5 separate regions of the Mus musculus genome follow, and regions 1, 3, 4 and 5 are each linked to region 2. A link is a contact called in public HiCAR-type, HiChIP or PLAC-seq and promoter capture Hi-C data. All regions are on one chromosome and are shown on one strand. Each heading gives the region's core, a stretch centred on a gene start, on an enhancer-like site or on the middle of the called end of the contact. The rest is flanking DNA. Distances are from core to core; before and after follow the strand shown.

What was found. Promoter capture Hi-C pulls out the DNA fragments that hold promoters and counts their contacts. HiCAR-type assays count read pairs that join an accessible place to other places. HiChIP or PLAC-seq counts read pairs in DNA pulled down with a chosen protein or histone mark.
Region 1: a contact with region 2 is called in a HiCAR-type map of astrocytes, with 4 times the contacts expected there. The contact joins the promoter of Usp18 here to the promoter of 1700063H04Rik in region 2. A contact is called at or near these places in 5 of 39 promoter capture datasets (cranial neural crest, hippocampal neurons, pre-B cells and 2 more), 1 of 484 Hi-C or Micro-C datasets (cortical neurons), 1 of 115 datasets of contacts at active chromatin or transcription factors (astrocytes) and 1 of 9 other capture datasets (pancreatic islet).
Region 3: a contact with region 2 is called in an H3K27ac HiChIP or PLAC-seq map of embryonic stem cells, with 6 times the contacts expected there. The contact joins the promoter of Tuba8 here to the promoter of 1700063H04Rik in region 2. A contact is called at or near these places in 1 of 39 promoter capture datasets (second pharyngeal arch cranial neural crest), 1 of 115 datasets of contacts at active chromatin or transcription factors (embryonic stem cells) and 1 of 9 other capture datasets (embryonic tail).
Region 4: a contact with region 2 is called in a promoter capture Hi-C map of trophoblast stem cells, with 11 times the contacts expected there. The contact joins the promoter of Slc6a13 here to the promoter of 1700063H04Rik in region 2. A contact is called at or near these places in 11 of 39 promoter capture datasets (the 3T3-L1 cell line, 3T3-L1-derived adipocytes, the C10 cell line and 6 more) and 1 of 9 other capture datasets (liver).
Region 5: a contact with region 2 is called in a promoter capture Hi-C map of 3T3-L1-derived adipocytes, with 2.7 times the contacts expected there. The contact joins the promoter of Pex26 here to the promoter of 1700063H04Rik in region 2. A contact is called at or near these places in 5 of 39 promoter capture datasets (the 3T3-L1 cell line, 3T3-L1-derived adipocytes, cranial neural crest and 2 more), 1 of 15 datasets of contacts at CTCF or cohesin (large pre-B cells), 1 of 484 Hi-C or Micro-C datasets (the N1E-115 cell line) and 2 of 115 datasets of contacts at active chromatin or transcription factors (embryonic stem cells and stem cell-derived neural progenitor cells).

What each region holds. Positions count from the first base shown.
Region 1 is chr6:121,244,427-121,247,221 of GRCm38.p6, reverse strand. It overlaps Usp18 (ubiquitin specific peptidase 18), which reads right to left and starts at 1,316. Exons shown (of 11, transcript NM_011909.2): 1 at 1,160-1,316.
Region 2 is chr6:122,389,996-122,392,754 of GRCm38.p6, reverse strand. 1700063H04Rik (RIKEN cDNA 1700063H04 gene) reads right to left here and starts at 1,376. Exons shown (of 2, transcript NR_152109.1): 1 at 1,224-1,376; 2 at 68-731. RefSeq lists an enhancer at 1-150.
Region 3 is chr6:121,209,340-121,212,039 of GRCm38.p6, reverse strand. Tuba8 (tubulin, alpha 8) reads right to left here and starts at 1,306. Exons shown (of 5, transcript NM_017379.2): 1 at 1,204-1,306. The coding sequence starts at 1,206.
Region 4 is chr6:121,299,010-121,301,754 of GRCm38.p6, reverse strand. Slc6a13 (solute carrier family 6 (neurotransmitter transporter, GABA), member 13) reads right to left here and starts at 1,467. Exons shown (of 15, transcript NM_144512.3): 1 at 1,426-1,467.
Region 5 is chr6:121,182,324-121,185,023 of GRCm38.p6, reverse strand. It overlaps Pex26 (peroxisomal biogenesis factor 26), which reads right to left and starts at 1,357. Exons shown (of 5, transcript NM_028730.6): 1 at 542-1,357. The coding sequence starts at 759.

The DNA.
Region 1 (2,795 bases), core at 67-2,566, 1.1 Mb after region 2:
ATACACCTTTCATGTGCCCATTGGGGCTCTGGCCACAGCCCAGTCACATGATACACTCAATTGGGAGACAACGTGATTTTCTTCCTTATAAACATCATGTTGCGTAAAAGTGCCAAGACCATGAAGCACGGTTTTCCAGAGTGAAAAAAGAAGAAGAAAAAGAGAGAGAGAGAGCAAGCAAAAAGCTCTCTCTCTTTTTAAAGTCTTCTGCTAGTGCGTAGTGAGTCAGAAGGGAGCATACACCTCATCTGCTACGCCACTTTCTGCCCAGTTAGTTCTTATGAACAAAGGAGGTGACGGTATTCAAACACACAAAGGACACTTCACAGGAAACATTCTAAAAATGTTCTGAAATATTTGCCTCACTTTTTGAGTTAATTCTAAAGATATTAAGTATGAAGTTAAGTTGTAATTTTGAAACACCACAAACTTGGACTTCCAGGGGAGTTGGGGGAGGTTGTGTTTTTTTGTTTGTTTGGTTTTTGTTGTTGTTTTTTCTTAAAGGTATATTTAGCTTTCTTTACAGAAGATGGAAAAACAGGCCAGGGAACAGGTCTAAAGCACCCTGACTTATGATACTGGACAAAAATCTCTCCGGTTTCTCAGTCCGCTGGTTTCTATTTTAGGAGTTTCTCCTAACGTGTGACTGAGTATTTGCACAAGAGCATAAAAATGATATTTGTTGATAAAACGTCTATCCCAGGAAAAACAGGACCGAACCTAAATGTCCATGAATTATTTAACTAAATCCGCACTTCTCATACAACGCATCAGTTAAAATACTGGTCTAGAAAGGCACAGAACAAGAAGCAAGACACAGAGCAATGTTAAAGATATCCATTAGAAATGTTTCTGATAAAGTATACATAAAAATGATACTGAGTTGCAAATTAAGAGAAACAACTCTACACATCTGTCTGCATTGTTTGAATTTTTAACAAGCCACTTTGGTAATTACTTTTTTAAATTAAACATAAATCACGACTACAGTCTGAATAATATAAATGCTTGGGAAGCAAATCCATTGGCCCAGTATATACATGCCAAGAATACAGACCGCCACTATTTGCAGAACCCAAGGAAATTCCTAATCATCTGGAGATGTATAAGCAAAGTTCTGGCGGATAAAGGACACTTTCAAAGTTAGCCCCAAACTTGCCTCAAGCACGGAGTCAAGCCAAAGAGCGAAGACCGAGCAGCATCTGCAAAGGGCTACAGAAGAGGACGCGGCACCGCGGAGCAGAGCAGTCTTGCTGCCTCCCAGCCTCTCAGCTCAGGAGTGTCTGCTGTCCCCTAGGCACAGCCGCCCTGGCACTGCCGGCCAAGCCTTCTGCACGCCTGGCCACGCCCCCCTCACCGCCAAGCTTTCGTTTTCCCCTAGATCCAAAGGAAAGCGAAACTCAGGCACCGGGCGGGCGGGCGGAGCGGTTGTACGCGCCCCTACAGAACCCGCAGTCCAGTCGCCTACACCAGGACACGACAAGCCGGACCTGGCCCGGTAACTCCTGGATACGCTCTCTTTTTTCATCTGCAATGTTAAGATTGGAAATACTCCCAGTTGCTGTACCTTCTGCTCTGAAAGCCAGCAGCAGATAACTCCCTTGCTGAGGCTGTCCCCAGGGGGTAAGGAGACAGCGATAACATTTACTTCATCTCTGTTAATTGCCAGGCTTATCCTTAAACACTGAAGATAAGTTTATCTGCACAATGTTCTTTTGTGCCTCTACGTTTAACCCCAATTCTATAGGATAAAATGTTTTTATTTTATCAAAGAGGTTATGACTAACTCAGGACGACAAATGGCTAAGTGCTGAAAGCAACATTCTAACGGGACCTCTGACCAGTCCCACCATTTGTGGAAAATAGCAGACCATTGCAGTTAGCACACGAGGTGGCCATGAAGGTACAGCTCTGCGAGGAACAAATACAGTCTAAGCCGAGCCGGGTTTGGAGGCTCTGGGATGTACATACATGAAATGCTTGCTAGCTCTTTACAGATGTATCTTGTATATGAGGCTATAAGTTGAGGGAGAGGGGGATCTGTTAGCTGCTGGGCTAGTCAGAATGAGGTTTCCCCATGCGCTTGTTCTGAGAGGGGTCCTCCACTCCCTACCCCCAGCACTGGACAAAGATGACAGAGAGATACATACCCCTAATCGAAAGCTACCAGGACTTTATGAAATCTGGAAGAGTCTATATTCTGTTTTGCTATTGTAGTTCAACGTAAGATATACAAATATGTCTGCCTGCCTATAGTGTGTGTGTGTGTGTGTGTGTGTGTGTGTGTGTGTGTGTGTGTGTGTGTGTGTGTGTGAAGCATGAGTTATACACAGCTGTTGAAAATAAACCAAGATGTCCATGTTTGGAAATAGAAAGTGGGGTATGGCCCTCAGGGTAAAACAAAGTCTCTTGATCAGTGGTTGAGGTAGACAATGTGGCATCTGCACATATCATGGACAAATACATTAAGTCTCCAATACATTTGCAAATCAATCAATTATGTGACCAGCTTCTTCCTCTTCTTCTTCTTCTTCTTCTTCTTCTTCTTCTTCTCCTTCTTCTTCTTCTTCTATCTGTTTGGTTGTATCCAAAAACAGGAACATCAAAAACTGGTGGGGGGGGGGGGGAGGATGAAAAGAGGATGTTATAAAATGTGATAGTTTGATCAATATATCGTACCTGTAGAGTTCTAGGGAACAAACTGTATTTGTTCCCAGTGGTGATTAGCAAACAGCTCCTTATAGCCAAGCAACTTTTTTTTCCCAACCCTGCTTGTTCAGTGAAGCAAGTGATTG
Region 2 (2,759 bases), core at 127-2,626:
AGATGATTGTGAGTTCAGGACTTTAAAGAATGGTCAAATTCTGAGGACCCAGTGACTAACGCTTGTAGAAAGCATAAACATCTTTATTTTTAATACATTTGTGGCTGAGCTAGCTAGACCTCATTGGGCACATTGACGCATCATTTGTTGGTCTCTATGGTCAGGACATGCACTTGAAAACTTTACTAGATGCCAAAGTCAAGAAGCCAGGAGATGGCAGTTGCTACCCTCCACTCGACAGCACTGCCACTCAGGGAGGTAAGCTGTGGGACCCTGGACCCTGAAAACCAGCTCTGCTCTCAGACCGAGTCTGCCACTTCAGATTGGTTCTGTGTCGTAGATGCAGGACATTTCCAGAATATCTCTCCAGGAAGAGCCTTTGAAGCCTGGATCCCGTATCTGTTCAGTCTCTGATCACAACTCTTTGTCCGTACTTCCCCGGTGGCCTTTCTGACTTCTCCTCTCCGTGGCGGTCCTTTTCTTTGTATGAGTGAGTTCTCTGGTTGGCTCTGAATTTCTTACCAATCTCCCAGATCATAATGGGAGTCTTGTTTTCCTGTATTTTCTTCTTAGCCTCGTCAGCAGATGGCGGTATTGCCCCGAAGGCTGGGTTGGCATCGCTATCGCCATCGCCCGCAGACAGAGGGCTCTCAGAGGACTCCAAGTCTTTCCCAGAGACCTGGCTGTGGGAATTGATTCCAGTAAGTTTCATGTAAGCGATGGGATAGAGTCTGCAGAAAAGTCAGAATCGTTTTTTTTGGAAAATCTCAGTGTCAGGAACTCCTCCCCCAGCCCCACCCCCGGAGAACAAACTACACATCCACGAAGCGCACGCACACTGCATGTTCACCCTAAGTCCACACTGATGCTTAAAAACACTGACTACGTTCCCATTTTTGACAAGCCAAGAGCCACATAATCGTGACACCCCACCAGCCACATAATCGTGACACCCCTTTTCTCGGGTGCGGACGCCTCTACTTTTCCTTTTGCAGATCAGTCCTCTCCAAGGCGCTGCTGCTCCCCCCACACCCAGCAGACCTAACTTAGATTCTTGGGGATCAGGGTGATCCAGGCCACAGTTCCCGGTGCCATCACTGAGCGGAAGGCTGTGACAGTCTACAACCTCCCATTCCAAAGGCTTCGCCTGGGCTGACTGCTTTCTGCCCACTCTTGGTTGACCTGACGCTGCTTTTACTCAGTCATTCGTGGGGAATCCTTACTTCCACCGTCTTCAGTTATCTAAAGGACTGCATCGGGATGAGAATGGGGATACTAGAAGCTGTGCAGCCCTGGAGTCTCGGGCCCACACCACAAGGCTGTCCCTAAATTGGAAGCATACGGGACTTCCCTGGGAGAGGCCATGTTGGCGTCTCAGGCCCCGAGTTTCCCTAGCACTATCTTCTATGCTCACACCACCCTTCTCTCTCCACCCCTGCCCCCTCCCACCTCCCTTCTTTCCTTCCTTCCTTCATATGTAAGTTGAGCACACGGCTTCAAGCCCCCTAACCAAACGCTCTACTTTTTTGTTTGTTGGTTTTAATTTATATTATTCTTGGACAGTTCCATACATGACTACATTTTTATCGTTCCCACCTCCCGTTATCCTTTCTCATCCCATTCCCACCTCCCAGCCTGCTTTTTATTTTGAGATGGAGTCTCCACAAAGCTGCTTCCACTGGCCTTGAACGCACTCTGTAACCCAGCCGGGATTTGGGTTCGAGCTCCTGACCCAGCCTGCTGAGGAGTGTTTACAGGCCCGTGCTGTCATGCTCCACTTTCCAGAACTTTATCTCTTTAATCATTCGGGTTCAGACTCACGTGATCGTGAGTGCCCGTAGACTCATGGCCAGATTATCTGGCCTCCAGCTGCCTGTGCGCTGATGGTGCAAAGACCTGTCAAGCTGGGGAAGCGAGGGCTGATGGGCTGGGAAGCCGGCAGGCTTGGAGACCTCCCTCCATGTTTCCTGCTCCATGTGCTTGCTTCTGCTTTCCTCCCGTTTATTTCCCTCTCTCCTTTCCTTCCGAGGCTATGTGGTAAGTAAATGAGCAAAGACTCAAAAATGATGTCCAAACAAATCCATCCAACCTGGAATATCCTGAGGGTGAAAGGAGAGCTTTTGGTACTTATGACAGGACAAGGACTCACCACAGGACAGGTAACTAGTCTGCTTTAATGTGTTTACCCATTTTTAAAAATATTTTTTATTTATTTATTTTTTTTATATGTAAGTACACTGTAGCTGTCTTCAAACACTCCAGAAGAGAGCATCAGATTTCGTTAAGGATGGTTATAAGCCACCATGTGGTTGCTGGGATTTGAACTCAGGACCTTTAGAAGAGCAGTAGGCGCTCTTAACCACTGAGCCATCTCACCAGTCCTACCCATTTCTTAAAAAATATTTTGTAATAGTATCTTCTAGTCTCCTGTTGTAATTGTTGTCTCTGAGGCTTACTGTGTTAACTTAGGCCTAGTCCTGGAAGCTTCTAGCCTCTGTATAGTCTTATCTAGGCCTAGAATGTTTCCAACCTCTGAGACTTACTGCTGAGTGAGCTCACCCTTTCTTTTTTCTGTGGGAAGCCGTTGCAGAGTGGCAGTTGCAGAGTGGCAGTTGCAGAGTGGCAGTTGGCTACTGCTGGCCACCACACATACATAGGCAGTGAAGGTTCTTTTGCCAAGACAAGTTAACCAATCAGATGTGAGATACACCTCTCCTAGGCCTATGTAAGCAGCGCCAGTTCTGGGCTCAGGGTCTTTC
Region 3 (2,700 bases), core at 57-2,556, 1.2 Mb after region 2:
AGAGGTAGGGCTGACAGGAGAGCCAGCGCCAGAAAGTCTTGGGCAATCTCCCAAATGAACAGCCAGAGGGGAGGAGGAGGGGTGGCAGGAGGAGGGGAAAAGGAGGGCGGAGGGGATGGGGGAGGGAGAAAAGAGGTGGGGAGGAGAGAAGGAAGGTTCTGGCCTGGCTGTTCTGTCACTGACACCAGAGCAAGTGGCTCAGAGAACCTGACCTTGGCCTGTGAGATACTCTTATTCTGCCCACCCCTCTCCACTCTAACCTTTCTGTCCCACTTCACTGCGGACACACCAGGGCTTCCTGGCGTGGGGGGAGGGGGGCGGGAGAGCAATGATTGAGGCCAACGTTAGTCCCCCGCAGGGGAGCTTCCCAGGGGCTTTGGCAGAGATGCTGTAAAGCTCGCTCTGAGGGGCTGTGAAGGTAGCAGCCGCTAGTGGAGACAGCAACTAATGAAGAAGAGTTGCTGCCTGGAAGCCAGAATAGAAAATAAAATGAAACGGCTTAGGTCCCCTGGTATCTGGGTCCCAAACTTCTGAGTCCCAAAGTCTTTTTGACTTTGACCGCCGGGAAAGGTGAGGAGCCTGCTCCAGCGCCAGGCGCTTGCGAAGCTGGTTTGGACCCAGCTGAAACTGAGGGTGCCCCAAACCCAAGCCGATGGCCGAGGAGCCAGCACTGGTGACAGGCACCTGGGAAACGTCTTGGGTCCATAACACCCAGCTCGAATTGAAGTTGCCCTAAACCCAAGCCGATAGCCGATGGCCGGGTGATGAGGGTGGAGAATGACCCCGGGAACGTGCCACTTTTGATTAGGTTTGGAGACTACTCCCCCAGGCCACCCAGGTCCAGACCACCTGTCCAGAATCCCTCGGCATCCCATTTCTTCTCACTCTGGTCCACGAGTGGCTACTCCCCCAGATTCTAACGTATCTCTCCACCGAGCTCTCCAGGTTCGCCCTCCTCTCTTTAGCGAGCGCAGATCGGTCTTAGGTCCCTTTAAGGATCCAATAGCCCCTGCTCTCTACATTCTCTACAAAATATTCTCACCCCTGGGAAACAAGACCCTTGACCCTGAACTGACCCACAGACCCTCCAGGAGACTTGGAGCCCAGTAGATCCAAAGCCACCCCACAGCTACCCCGTGGCCCCGCAGCTCTCTCCCCGGCACCTGCGCGCGTCCGGGGCCAGCCCGGGCGGGGAAGTCTCACCATCGTGGCCGCTCTCTTCGCCCGCTCGCCTCCCAGCTGGGCCTGCCCACCCCAACTGCTCCAGATACGGCCGCCTCCGCGGTTGTGACACACTGCGAGGGAGGGGGCCTGAGACAGACATGCTGGGCCAGCAGTTGCCCTGCAGCATCACAGTGCCCGCGGAGGGGAGGGACCTGGGTAGGTCACAATGGCACCTCCCCTCCCACCAGAGGCTCCCTAGTCCAGCCTGGCTGCTTCTCATGCCCGGAGCTGCCACTGAGCTCCTGAGCCTTGCAGTCCAGGAAGCAGTCCTGTGACCGCAACACACGTGTGCATACAAACCCCGCATCCACTCCGAGGCCACTGGAAAGCAGTGGAAAAATACTCCAAAACAAATGCTTGTTTCTCCCCCCAAATGTTCATAGTCGTCCTGCTGCCAACACTGGCTGGTGTGGTGGGAAGACACTAATCTGTTAGCCGGTCACCTCAGTCCAGGAGAGCCTGCAGGATCAGACCAGCCCGTGGTCAGAGCCCACGCTTCTGCTTCCACCACTGCCTGCCTGGTTACTGGAGAAGTCAGAAGATGGTATGCCTCTGCATCTGCATCTGCATCTGCTGCAAGCCCTCCATAGTAGATTCAGGGATTCAGCACTATTTTAAATACTCTCAGAATATCTCCATGATTCTCAAGTCTCTCCTCCTGACCCACTCCTACAAGAGCCTTTCCTACGTAATCCCCAAATGTGTCACTTTGCATGTACCCCAGAACATCAGGGTTCTCACTGCCTCTGCCCTGTTAGGACCTCCTCTTAGTGGCCACAGATGACACTGAAGAGCAAAGGATTTCTTCACCCTCCATCTAGTTGGGTGAGGATAGGGGCTCACCTAGCCTGTAACCCTGGCTGTCCTGGAACTTGCTTTGTAAACCAAGCTGGCCTGGAACTCACAGAGCTCCACCCACCTGCCTCTGCTTCCAAAGTGTGTGCTACCATGCTCAGCTTAAGAGCCTCTCTAGTTGCCCACATTACTAACAGGCTCCACAAGTCCCTTTGTCTCCAAGTCGGTTGGGGTTGGATGGTTCTTACACCTGAACTGCGACATGGAATTCCCTATCAAGGGCCACTTCATACTTAAGAGATATAACCCAGCTTTTCTTCCCTCCCTCTTTTCTCTGGCAACTTCCCACCACACAAGTCACTGTGGGAAGTTAAGAGTTCTTCAAGATGTAGGTGGAGCTGCTGTGGCCAGATGTTGGCTCTGTTTCCAAACATAGATGAAGACACACCTTTGCTTCTGTGCTCAGGAAGCAGCAGAGTAAAACTTATCTAGGTAGTAGTTTATTCTGTTGGCTCACCTTTCATGTATTTGTCTATGAGTTTCTTGAGGAGAGGATACATGTTTTAATCATCTTTGCATGTGAGAAAGTACTGAAAACACTTCCCACTGATACACGGCCTCCAAGCTGGAACTGCCTACCCCAAGGACTCCAGATAAACTGCCTCCACTGCTGTAACACAC
Region 4 (2,745 bases), core at 218-2,717, 1.1 Mb after region 2:
CTTCCTCTCTTTGTCACTAGTGGTATCAAAATCTGTTACAACCAAGATGATGGCGTGAAAAGGAAGCCCTACCTTAGAAACACCCTATCCTAGACTGAGACTGAGACTGAGAATAAATTCGGATGTGTTTTAAACTTAATGAGCAGCTACCCTGGACTAAGCATTGCACACATGGTCATTTAATTCCTACACCAACCCTGTCATTGTTGAGAAAATGATGGTACATAAAATACCTGCAGCCGCTGCTCTGTTAAGTCAAGTCACTGTTGCCACCTAGGTAGTCAATCGTATGGAGACTTGAAGTCACTCTGCACTTACTGCTCTTTTGGTTCTACCAATGAGCTCTTGTTCGCTGCCTTGGTTTATCAACACACTTAATGTTAGTGACTCCTTCCTCGCTTTGTGCAATGGCTCCTCTTGTTTAGGTCTTTGTTTTAGTTTTTGTGTTTGTTTGTTTGTTTGTTTGTTTGTTTGTTTTGAGACAAGGTCTAATGGCCCAGCTTCTCCAAGGACTTGATCTATAACATAAACTTAAGGTGATTCCTGGGTGCTCAGACTGTGTAACTCAGGCCCTGTGGTTGATTTAGAGTGGCCTCTTTGTAGAGAACTAAGCAGGTGGGCTTTCTCCGAACCCCCAAACAAGTTCAGAGTATGGAACCTTCTCACCAGAAACCTCTCCAAGCCAGAGACTTCCCTTAGGTTCTATCTGCAACCCTAGGGACCAGAAAAGTCAGCCCAAAGGGCCAGGAATAGAAGACATCTCTGATTATTTGACAAGCTGGGGAGTGGGATCCAAATTCGCTGTGGACAAGAAGGTGAAAGTCAAGGTGTTGTTTCTCACCTGACTGACCTGATCTTCTCGGCCTCATGCTGATCCTGGCCTCGCTTCCTAACCATCACAGGGATGCCTTCCTGTGAGGCAAAGCCATCCCACTTGGCCTCATCCCCCTTCCAGCAACCAAGCAGTAACCTTCTGCCTCTTAGCCCCGTGCTTCTCAGGAGCAGTGGAGAAAGCACGGGTTCAGGCATGCCGGGTTCAGACCACAGCCGTCCCTAGCACCCTGCCTGACCCCTGAGGTTAATGAGTAACGCAGCCTTAGTTTGCTGGTCTGTGACAGTGGGAACATTGGCGTAGACTCAGCTGTGAGGCTTGAGTGGAGAGATGAATTCTATATTCACCCTGAAACTCAATCATTCTCCTCTCCAACTAGAATTCTCGACCCCTCCTCTGTCACCCTTAAGTCATGAGCCACCCCTTTCAGAATGTCAAGAGAATAGCAGAAAATGCTTGCACCTGCACACCCAGGAGCGAACCAAGAACACCATCCAGAGGACATCATGGTTGTAAATCCATGGATCCCACCAACCTACATTCTGAGGCCCAGAAACAGGAAAAAGAGAGAAAGAGCAGAGAATATTCCGAACCTTGGTGAAGTTTCTGCCTGAGGTCTTGTCGGAGAATTCTCCAGGGGGCCAGGGAAGGGGCTGGCTATTTAAAGCGTGGCTGGAGACCGCCCTGTGGTGCATGTAATCCTAAACTTGACCCGGCCCACATTCCGCCTCCTGCCTTCCCCCTCCCACGTTCTCCCCTCCCCCTCGGCCACCAGACAATCCGCACATGAGTGATTCCCTGGCCTGGGGACTCTGTCCGCCCTGGCAGTTCAGCCGGTTGCTTGTGATTCTACTACAGCATGTGTCTTGCCACAGCTTGTCTGCCCTTCCCCCTGACTCTGGGATCTCCATAAAGAGATCAGCCAGTTGCCCTGTCTTCCCACAACTCAAGGACTCCTGGGAAGCAGTCAGTAGTAGGTGCTTATTTGGTGAGGTGCTATTAGGATTAATTTAAAAGTATACCAACCTTATCGGGTTCCAAATGGCATTCTAGAAGGGACAATGATTTAGGAAAACAACAATAACCACACATTAGATTACTGAACTGTGAGAAGTCAGTAAAATATCCAACATGCACACAGACACACGCACGTATGTGCACACACAATGTTGAAACGTCTGGAAAAGGTTTCTGAGTTAATAGTGGTTGCACTCAGAACAGAGCTGGGTTAGGAAACGGTAGTTAAGGAGATTTTTCTCTTCCTTTTGAAGCTCCAGTATTGTTTGAATTCTTTGACAATGTTCGAGAACTTTTTTTTTAGCTGCAATCAATGAAATGCCAAGGTTTAAAGCAAAGTCATCAGGGAAGATTTGGCAATGGGAGGCAGACAGCTAGTCACAGGACTTTCTTTCCAGGCAGGGATGACCCTCGGAGGTGGCCGGCTGTTCCTTCAGCTGTGAGTCCCAAGACTAGAGCGCAGTCTTGGGTTCACCACCTGCTGCGAGGCAGTGCAGGGGGACACTGTGTAAGCTTTGGTGCCAGGCAGCACAGGGGCCAAGCACCACATCTGTCACTCGGGAGCTTGGAGTTTTGAGCAGAGCACACAGCTTCTGGAAACTCTCATTCTTGCAGCTATAAGATGAAGACAGTGTTGCGCACCTTGGAAAGTTGCAGGAGATTTCAGGAGAGAGTGGATCTGATAATGTAGCCAGTTCATGAATAGCTACTGATGCTGTTTAAGAATTATTCAGAATGAGCTTCTTGGAGACTTTTTTTTTAATAAAAAAGATTGTATCTTCTACTTTTATTTATGTGTATACGTCTGTGTATGTGTATATCTATGTGGGTGCCCTTGGAGGGCAGGAGAGGGTGTCAGATCCCCTGAGGCTGGACTTCCAAGCAGATGTGGGCCC
Region 5 (2,700 bases), core at 108-2,607, 1.2 Mb after region 2:
TTAACTATTCTGACTACTCCCGCCATTAGCGTGGCCTCACACAGCTCTTAGGAAGGTTTACTCCACAGAGAAATGGTGCCCTCCAGCTGTCAGAGGAGGCCAATGCATTAGACAGAGCAATCTAAAGATAATTCACTCAGTCCTGCAACAGGACCAGAACAGTGTGCTTCTTGCCTTGACACCCCGCTCTACCCCCCATTTTCTATAACCTGCCAAGGCTAGGTTAAATAGGAGGTGTGTTCCCAAAGAAGGCTGCTACCTGCTTACTGAACCTCCTCACGACTGAACACTTAAAAGACATCTACCCTGTCCTGCACTGAAAAGGTGAGCCAAGAATTGACTGTGGCGTCCCTCCAAATTGTTGCATGATTTGACTTCATTGTACAGTCTCACGGGTGCAGGATGAGCAACCAGCCTCTCTCAAAGAGGATCCCTTAGGGAAAGCAAGGTGTGTGGTTGGCGCAGTCTCACAATGCCAGATATTCAGAGACCCGAGTTCCTCCCCAAAAGGATCCAGAACGGAACATAGCTCAGCACGTACGTGCCACTCACGGGCTCCTCCGCCAGGCTCTGCCAGGCTCGTTCGCAAGTCTCTAGTGCGGCATGGAAGTCCAGGTGCACCACCAACAGGTCGGACGCCTCTTCCAGCAGGTGCACCGCGGGGGACACAGCGGGGAGGGCGAGCGCGGGCTCGCTGCTCCGCAGAGGGCCCACGAGCCCTTTCAAAGGGGCTGCAGACGTCGAGGCGTCGCTCTTCATAGCCAGCCTGGGTTCGACCAGGTCTCCTCACACGTCAGGAGGACAGCTTCTCGGGAGCTTCCTGGAAATTCGGACTGGGCCTGGTAGATGTCCCGCAAGCCTCGCACTCTTCCCCTCCGCGCCTCTCCAGGTCTGTTCCTAAGGAAGGACCAGGAAGGAGCTGGACCCGGGCACAGCCTGCGCTCACTGACAGCCTAACCCTTGGGGCACTGGCCTGTTCAAGACTGTCTGTTCAAGACTAGTGCTGCCGAAGGCCCAGCACTAGTTCCTCCTGTCCCTGGACCGGTGCTAAAAGCACCGAAACTCCCAGAGTAGAGAGCGCGACAACAGAAGACCTGCACGGGGAACCCACGACGGTGGACACCTCCTCTCCACCCCTCTTAGCCACTACGACGCACGCGCACGCTGGAGCGAAGGATTCTGGGAGTTGTAGTCCTGGGCTCTTGGGTCTGTGAAGCTTCGGGGAACCTCTCGCGCCCAGAGACTGCCATCTTCCAGAGAGAACGCACTGGGTCGCCAGCTTTGGGGTGGAAAAGATGAGGAAGCTAAACCATTAGTGAAATGCCTTTGTCCTGAGAAATGTGATCCTTCCTTCGCTAACCGGAAGAGGACGAACGGAAGAAATTCCAGTTAGGAGGTGGAGCTACCTGCACCTTTATTATTAACCTCTGAAGGAGTCCGTTGAGAAGGGTCTGCTGGAAGCTTAGGGAAAAAAGAAAAAGAAAACTATGGAGCTGGCTATTTCCTCTTCCTGGGTTCGATGCTGCTATAAAGTGTGGCAGAATGGAAAGGCGCTTTCTGTCTGTTATTTCTTCATCTCTATGAGTTAAGGACTATTACTCTATTTACAGGTGACATAGGTCACACGACAAATAAGTCACAAAAACATTGTCAAACCAAAGAAAGCACTTTTTTTGGCTGAAAGGAGTGTCAGGGCAGAGGTAGATCTGATCTGTGCTTTGTATTAGGTAGGTGAACCATCAACACACAAGTGAGTTACATAAACTCCTGGATCCTGCATTGTTTATATAAATAAGGATGTCATAAAAACAAAGCCATGCACATGTCATGCAATTCTTCAAAACAGTACTGAACCAATGTAAGAACTGATGCTTTATAATATACAAAAAGTAAATACATTTAAATATGTATTTTTATGTGTTTATTTATATTGTTTGTGTTTCACAGGGCTTCTCTGTGTAGCCCTGGCTTTCCTGGAACTCACTCTGTAGACCAGGCTGGCCTTGAACTATGCCTCTGCCTCCCTAGTGCCGGGAATTAAAGGAGTGCAATACCACACCTGACTTCCTATTATATAATTTTACACAGACTCATAAATCACCAATTATCTGTGCTTCAGGCAGGATTTCCTATCTCTTCCACATTTATACTCAGTCTTCATGGTTTTACTTCGTCCAGTTCTCTACCTTCTGAACTCTCTCCCAAGTTTTCCTAGAATCCCTTGCTCCTTAGTGACTGGATAAGACAGCGAGGTGCTAGGCTAAGACCTGCTCACATCATATATGCCTTTCTTTTATCACTAACACCGACAGGACATGGCAGTCTTTAAATCTCTGCAGAAGGTCCTCACACAGCTGAGACAGAAATGTCAAGTCTGCTAAAGCCTGTGACTGTGTAAGGTGAAAGGGCCAGGATGTCACTTGTTTAAAAATATATATACTGTTTAATTCCCCCTCTCCCCCCCACTGGGGACTAGAGAGATGGCTCAGCAGCTAAGAGCATTTGTTTTTGCCAAGTACCTGGGTTCAATTCCCAACACCCACATAGCAGCTCACAACTATCTGTAACTCTAGATCCAGGGGATCCAGTGCTATGTCCACTCCAGTAGTGACTGGCTTGGCAGGCCTAAAAGCCTGGAAGCAGTCACAAGGCAAAGAGTTTCAAGGAAACTTAGCCTCCTGGAACCTTGGCATTCCCATA